2 separate regions of the Mus musculus genome follow, and region 1 is linked to region 2. The links are chromatin contacts, called in public Hi-C maps. All regions are on one chromosome and are shown on one strand. Each heading gives the region's core, a stretch centred on a gene start, on an enhancer-like site or on the middle of the called end of the contact. The rest is flanking DNA. Distances are from core to core; before and after follow the strand shown. Region 1 overlaps Zbtb20 (zinc finger and BTB domain containing 20). Region 2 overlaps Zbtb20 (zinc finger and BTB domain containing 20).

Region 1 (3,923 bases), core at 699-3,198, 410 kb before region 2:
CTACCTACACAGCTAAACTTAAACCCACCCACACAACAGTTTGCTACTGTGTAAAGGTTAAATTAAAAATAAATAAAAACTGTTAATGTGTAAATGCATCTTGGCAAGGACAGAAAAACCAGACAGTCTGGAAGGTAAGTGACCACGGATGTCAGCTTCCAGCTTCCGATGACAGAAACTAATGCAGCTCTACAGCAGGAGCCCCGAGGACCACTAAAGGGAGAAGCCCTTCCTCCTACCATGGGAGCCTCATGGGAGATGGGGGGCAAAAATGGAAGGGATATGCAAGTAAAAGTTGTGGCTGCGTCTACCACATGAGCATGACTGTGATGTCTACACTCGAGAGTTGTCAGGACGGGCTTCCTCTGCTCTCCTGACTGCTTAGTCCTACTTAAGTCCTTGAAGGGAGAGCTTGGCTCCACTCAGCCCGTTAGGTGGGTTAAGTGCTCTGTCAAACACCTAGGGTTCTTGCACTCTTTCCATCCCCAAATTCACCGTAATGCCTTCTATTATTGTCATCTGAATTTGCTTGCCATTACGCTCTCAGAAATGGTGGTGAGGTGACAAGCCCCACAGAGATGGCAGAATATTGCTGAGAGAAAATTGTGTTGGGAAGTGCACCGCCAAACAGCATGCATTTCTGTGGCAAGATAATAGCAGCATCTCAATAAAGCTACTTCTGCTTTTGAACATCACCAGCTCTTTGGGCAAGGAGGAAGTGCCCCCAGCACACTGGAATACGCTGCCAACTGATCATTAAGACCATTTAAGCTGCTGGACTGACCATCTTTACTTCAGTGCATGCAGAAGCCCCATGGCTTGCCACCTTTCCTAGTTACAGTAGAGGTCAATTCTCGTCTGTGGGTAAGATTTGTCAGGTGACCACATCACCATGACCAGTAGCCACTCATGTCCAAGGTGCCCGTGGATAGCCAGGAATGCCATTTTTGTGTGCTGAGCCATGAGTTCTGCATGCTCAGAAGAAGAGCAAATTCATAAACACTCATTGGCACTTACATGAGTGCACTGCAGGCAAGGCCTTCCTAGTTAGGTGTCAGGTTTCTAAGTTGTCTCATCTGTAAATTGGGAGGAACCATGCTGATGGACTGGAAGTGGCCATTAAGTCATGACTAAGAATAATTTTGCTAAGCACACAACAAAACAAAAAGGTGCTATGGAAATTCAAGCGCTTGTGAAAGCTTAGAATACCACATACTGGTAGAATGTTCCTCAAGTTAAAGGGACTAACAAGTCAAGGGCACTATTTTTAAATGCCCCAAATCTGTTCATTCTAAATAGGAACTGAATATTTTACCTTAAAGAAATTAGGCTTTTAAATTAATCTATGGTAAGAATGACATTTGAAAGTAAAAAAAAAAAAATCTTCTTGAATGCAAGAAGAGCATCCAAAAAATTTAACAGCTTAAAATAAACTCCTTTCCTGTCTTCTCTCAGGCAACCTCCAAATGGACAGATTTCTGTGAATCTTTCCTAAAAACAATTTTCCCCTCAGTGTAGGCTCAAATCAGGACAAACTACAATCCAAACACGTTTGGAGAGAACTATAACCAATTTCAACAACAGGTTGGTGCAGAGACTTACTTACACATCTTAATGGCAAAATCAAAGTGACTTTCTAGACAGCTGGAGATTAGGTTTCTCCTCCTGGTTGGGTCTCTTTCCAACTGCATTCAGACACCCCATTAAGCTCTGCTCTTCTGGCTTCCAAGGGGTCTGCAGTGACAGCATTGTCCTGCTGTTCCTTCTACATATGCTAGGCTAGTAGGGCATGTAAGGCCTAGCCGGAGGATGCTTGCTGTACAGTATGTGAAGCATAGTGCTTTTTCCACTTGGAAAGACATTCATTTGGTTTGTACCAGCTTTCTGGGCTAGGGCCATCCTAGGCAGTCTTCCCCATAGGTATGGCAGAAAGCCAGGCCAGGAAGGTGTGCACACTGAGGCTCCAGGCCTTTCACCAGCTCCAAAGGCCACTTTTCTGGAAGGCAGGGGCAGTGTAGTGTGCACATGTCTATGGGCGTCGTGCCAGGTTATTTTCAACTTCTTCCTGTAATTACTGTTAGGCTGGAGACTTCCAGGCAAGAAAGATGACTAGGTGACTACCAAGATGCTCCAGGCAACAAGTCCCTGCTTCTGCCCCTGTATCTAAACAGAAGCCGTAGTCTGATGGTACAGATCACTTGGCCTGAGTAACTTGGATCTCACTTTGTTCCCATTCTCTAGTGACAGTTGAGTGTGGCTACAGCCCAGCCCCTGCCCCAGCTCATACCCCCTTATCTAGAGGCTAAGATGGCAAAGTGAGTGGGGGAGGAGTCTCCTAGACCCACTCACCTTTGTCCTACTTGCAGAATTTTATATTTCTTCTGCCAGAAAATAATAGCAAGAGATTTGGAATCTCATTTCCTAATGGAGATTTCTTTTTTTTCCTTTTTCCTTTCCTTTCCTTTCTTTTCCTTTCCTTTCCTTTCCTTTCCTTTCCTTTCCTTTCCTTTCCTTTCCTTTCCTTTCCTTTCCTTTCCTTTCCTTTTTTTTTTTTTAAATTTTGTCTGTGAGGAGCAGGATGAATGGAGTCCTTTTTGGTAATAAAGCTTTCCTGGTCTATTTAACTCATCCCCATGTCGGCTCTCTGCCTGTTACCAGCCGTCCTGTGGAGAGATCAGTTCCCAGAGCTGTTGGGTATCTTAGCTAACAGGAATGCTGTGTCCTTTGGTATTGTCAACATGTGCTCCTCTCTCAAGTGCCGGGTTACACTTCAGACACAAAAAACAGCCTCCTCACGTGATCTACCAACTTCCTTAAAATAGAATTTAAGAAGTGACTTCTAGATTAGTGAGAAGATGGCAAAAATAAACAGCAAAGAAGTGATTTCAATAGTGACGACTTGCATTAAGTGCCCATTTCCAAATTTAGCTTGTAGGCAGTTTTTTTTAATTAAAAAATATTTTTAACCTGCATTCTTATTGGCTATTCGAAGTCTGGGTGGCTTTTGAATTCTTGGAAGCCATTCTTTTTTCTTCTGTAAATGTATGCCATCCTTTAACCACTTCAAAATAAATTAAGAACTGGAAAGACCGAAATTCAGCCAAGCTACATGAGATTCCAATAACTAATGCAAATCTGACTTGGGTTATGTAATTTGGAAATGGCTGTTTCCTTGTGTCTCACTGGCCTTCTGAGGTCCATATTTGGTTATTCTACTTAGTAACGGTTGGTCGAAGTGCTGTTACCGAGAGCTAGAACACCAGGAAGTGGCATATCACTTCTTTTCTTGAGTTAATGTCTCAAAAGAGAACAGGGTCACATGCAATTAATCACCAATCGGAGGCCAAGTGGCTGGTTACCTGGCTTTAAAATATTCTCTGGCTTTGAAAATATATAGATGCTGGTTGGATCAAAATGGTGGCATGCTACTTTTGGCTACTTTGGAAGACCAAATGGAAACAGCTTGCTCTGAATGCAAAACAGCCAGAACCCTGGGGTGGGGGGGTGGGGGGGAAGCACGGCGCCAAGCTTTGGGAAGACACCATCACCTCACTGCGGTACTCACAATCAGATGACCCGGTGTGAGCGTGAGAGTTTGTCAGTGAATGTGTCGAGTGGATGAGGGCTGGGGCTGGAGACAAAACAGCTTCAAAGTTCAGGCAGGGAAGGGCCGGCTTGGCGCTGGATCCGCCCGGCTGAGTAATCTCATTCTCCTCAGATGCCTTCTGGTTTTCAGCTGTCTTGGGTTTCTTCCTGAGAATAAACAAAGGGCCCTTTGAAGGAACTGACTGCATATTTGGGAAAAGGCATTTTTAGAATCTGTTAAAGATAACTTGATTTTTTTTTTCTGAAGGGGGATGGGAGGGAGTCCAGTATGTCCCTTGTTTTAAAACAAGCTGATTCTTGTTTTTTTCCCTCCAGTA
Region 2 (3,869 bases), core at 506-3,005:
ATGTGCACCATATCAGGAACCTTATGACACAATCCTTAACATCAAAACAGCACTTTCAGGCCCCACTGCACATCAATCAAATAGGTATGGCAGTCAAGCTGATAGACAGAATCTAAGCCAATCCTAGATACCTACTGTGTCTAGATCTCTCCAGTGTGCCTGCAGCTCACCTTCCATTAAGATGATAGCTTTGGCTTAGGCTTTCATGCCAAAAGAAGTCCATGGAGTCACTCTGGCAAGAAGAAGGGTCTACATCAATGTCAACAACAACTTTCTTGCTGTCGACCCTACCATCTGTCCCCCTGCTCCCCACCTACTTTACTTTATGTGGACCTTGATGAATGGGATTTACTTAGTCCAAGATTCTAGTTTAGCCAACCTCTGCAGATGGGGTCAACATGACTGCCCTCTGGGCCAAACTCCCCAAATGACATAACGGATGGCTTTCCTGCGGAACATCTTTTTGAAAATTTGATATCAGGAAAAAATTCATCCCAAACAAGTTTTCAAAATTTGAGTTTATGACAAATGCAGTCTGTTCAATTCCTAGAAAAATGATTTTTTAATTCTTAGAAAATTTGAATGATAATGATAAATTTTACTTCTATAATATGTGTAAGTGAAATACAACTGATGGATGAAAGTAAAACTTGGGTAGTTTTTCAATTATTTCAATGTAGACTTAAGAAAAAGATGATAAAAATTATCAAAACCGTAACAGCAACACAAAAGTGAAAAAATAGCATTCTGAATAAGATGCAAAAATTGTAGAAGATATTGTATATGCTAAGTGGAATGTAACCATTTACATATCTGTTATCCAGAAGTTATATAACATTAACATAATTCTTGTAGAACAGTAATATTTAATATATGGTAAGCAAGAAGAATAGGTCCTGATAAATCACACTTTTATATTAGAAAATATATGAAATGGAATAAATTAATATTTGCTTAAACGTAGTAAATAAAAATTACAATTAGGCTAATTATAGAACAGTTTCAATTAGTTAATTAAAAATAACCTCACCATGGTCAATTTAATATGTCAAAATTATATGTTTTTTTTCTTTCAAGGAAAACTAAATGTCTTTCTACAAAGGTCTTCAGGCTCACCCCAAACAAACACAGAACAAATAAACTATAACATCTGAAACTTTACACAATTTATGTAAGAAATAATTAAAAGGTAAAAACTTACCATAAACAAGAAAATATATATGACAATATATTCAATACTATAAGGCAATATGCAGAACTACCAAAAGTATCTACTATAGTACTTTACACATACTATACATTTACTTAATGTCCATGGAACTGAACAAAATCCGAATGAAAAGATTGTTACCATGAGAGTTCACTAGATATAAATCGGATTCTTTCAAAATTATGGGAGAATGGTTCCATTAGATTAATTTAATTGGTTTATCAGTTGCCTTTGAGTTTACAAATCAATATGAGTTCTGACTACATCTTAAGAAAACAATTTAGAGAAATCATAGGGTAATAAAAAGATATTTTTAATTTGAAATATCTTTAGATTTTCTAGCATTCTTCAGTCAACTAAAATAATGCCATAGAAATTCTACATAAAATCTGAACTTAAAATGTCCTGGCCTAATCATCTGGCTAATCTCTTAGAGTTTTCCTGAAATATGCTTCTATCCCTTTTTCTATGGGAATTCTCCCACTGATTAACACAGAGAATGAGAATTTGGCCTGTGCTCTATAGGCACCATTGAAATGTGGCCACCTGAGGCATGTAGGGAGGGCATCCAGCTGGCACACCACATGTTGCCCTGGAGTAGTGTACAATGAGAGAGAGATTTTGGCTAAGAATACCTGGGCAATCTCTACAAAGGTCCTGATTATGAAAAGAACTTCGGCATCATCATTGTCTCATGAGTGTAATATGAGCCAAAGAAACTTCTCTTTCTATGTTTATATATTACCAAGAAAAGAAAAAAAGAAGCTCTTATAGGAACAATCAAAGAACTCCATAAAAGAGAAAAATCTGGCTGACTGATAATAGAGCTTGAATATTAACCATGTCAGTGGATAAAATTTTCTAAGAACTATGCATAATTTAAAATTTTTAATATGAAAGGAAAGTACAAATCCCCTTAAATAAAGGATATAAACACATACAACAAAAAATTATGTCACCTATATAGCTGTTGTACTTATTATAGAATAATTATATAATTCATTATTTATATACTACTCATTTAAGAAGTCTGTTGCTTTTATTTTATTTTACACAATTTATGAGAAAGAAAATCCATGCATTTGAACTGTAATTACAATGAAATAATTTTCTCAATTTTGAGTCGTTTTCAAAACACCATACGTGATTAAAACACATAATGCACTAGTATTTTTGCCAATTTTTGTTTTTAAACTAAAGCTGTTTTTGAATTACACAAGCAAAGCACAAAATCAGAATTTCAAAACTAGCAAACATATTTAAGGGTAAATTTTAAAATAAACCCACTTGATTCTTTGTTGGATTAACTTGGAGAGCCTGGAGCCTTTTGTGAGATTCCACTGGAGCATGTAGGGTAGCTAGGAAACGATCCTCTGGCGGAGGAAGAGCCACATGCACTGTCTTCACTAAGTTTTGTTTAGAGTTTTCACACTCCTACAGAGTGGCTCTGGTGATATTTACAATACAAGTTTACTTCTGAAGGAATTTATGATGTCCCCAACTGCTAGCAACAATTACAGCTGGGTTTTACATTTGTGTTTATATGTTATTTTGCATATAGACTCCAACAACCAAAGAAGAGAACATTTGATAGAAAACACATCCTGGAATTGAAGGACAGATTCCATCTATCAATATAACTAGTTGATAGCTTTTTGAAGATAGGGTTTGACAGTAAGGGAAACAAACGTAACAGCTTAAATACGCTGTCTCAGCCACTCAAGCTATCTGTCATTCAAAAGTTTTTTTCTTTGTATCACTAATTCAATGTCATGTGAACACGGATTCTGACTTTTCAATGAATTTTAATGATAATTTATTTACATAAAGGAAAATACTTAATACTTTTAATTTGTTCTCATGTAGGTCTTTTTGAACTTTCTTAAAACATTTTAATTGTATGCTGAATTTACATTTTTCCCTAAAAGCTTAATCAAATTACAAAGATCACAGTGTCCCTAGGACTAATGAGTCCCAATTTATATTAGAGAAAGCAGACGCTCCAAGAGCTAAAGGTATTGGCAGAAGATCATACTGCAAGGCCAGCGCTGCATTCAGTGTAGTTACGTGAATCCTAATAAAACCATTAAAAAATTACCACTTTGTTTTTTATTAAATTATCATTTTACTTCATTCAAGTTTTTGGCAGGATAGAATTAAAGTGTAAATAGCAAAATAATTTTTCATTACTTGAATTAGACTTTGTAATTTATAACCAATAAGATTTGGCTTACATCATGTCTTTTTCTTGTGTATTTTAGGATCTTATATCTCTGATAGCAATGGAAGCTCTAGGAGGCTGGGCTATGCTAATATTCAATTTATTCCTTCTCTATCTTGCAATAATCCAGGATGCCAAAAGCTAGCCTGTTGGTTGCTGATCATCCCACCTAAATATTGATGCTTCTAAAATGTGTCCTTTGAGATTTTCTTCATTTTAGAATTACAGACAGAAAGTCACTTCTCTTTGATATACACTGCATGCAATGAGGAAGAAGGCAGTCTTACAAAATGCATATATAGGCAATGGTTTTTCACCTCTGCATGCTGCAGAAAATCCCACTGAGTTAAGTAGGGTTCTACCAAGGCCACTTAAACATATTAGCCTATTATGCTCCACATTTCTTTATTGTTCTCGAAAAGCTAATGAAATGTTCCA

The links. A called contact is a pair of places that touch in the nucleus more often than the background predicts.
Region 1: a contact with region 2 is called in a Hi-C map of cerebellar granule neurons, with 1.8 times the contacts expected there. The contact joins two enhancer-like sites. A contact is called at or near these places in 15 of 484 Hi-C or Micro-C datasets (the G1E-ER4 cell line, the HPC-7 cell line, adipose-derived mesenchymal stem cells and 12 more) and 6 of 115 datasets of contacts at active chromatin or transcription factors (astrocytes, cardiomyocytes, heart atrium and 3 more).

What each region holds. Positions count from the first base shown.
Region 1 is chr16:43,577,391-43,581,313 of GRCm38.p6, reverse strand. It overlaps Zbtb20 (zinc finger and BTB domain containing 20), which reads right to left. Exons shown (of 11, transcript NM_001285805.1): 9 at 3,566-3,753. Among named protein-coding and RNA genes, the nearest start is that of Mir568, 61 kb to the left of the region's middle. Within about 2 kb of position 1,948, at least 32 of the 459 cell types and tissues checked have an H3K27ac peak or open chromatin away from gene starts, as enhancers often do. A contact at or near this core is called in cerebellar granule neurons, where this site is marked.
Region 2 is chr16:43,171,052-43,174,920 of GRCm38.p6, reverse strand. All of the region lies in intron 2 of Zbtb20 (zinc finger and BTB domain containing 20), which reads right to left. Among named protein-coding and RNA genes, the nearest start is that of Gm25873, 47 kb to the right of the region's middle. Within about 2 kb of position 1,755, at least 5 of the 459 cell types and tissues checked have an H3K27ac peak or open chromatin away from gene starts, as enhancers often do. A contact at or near this core is called in cerebellar granule neurons, where this site is marked.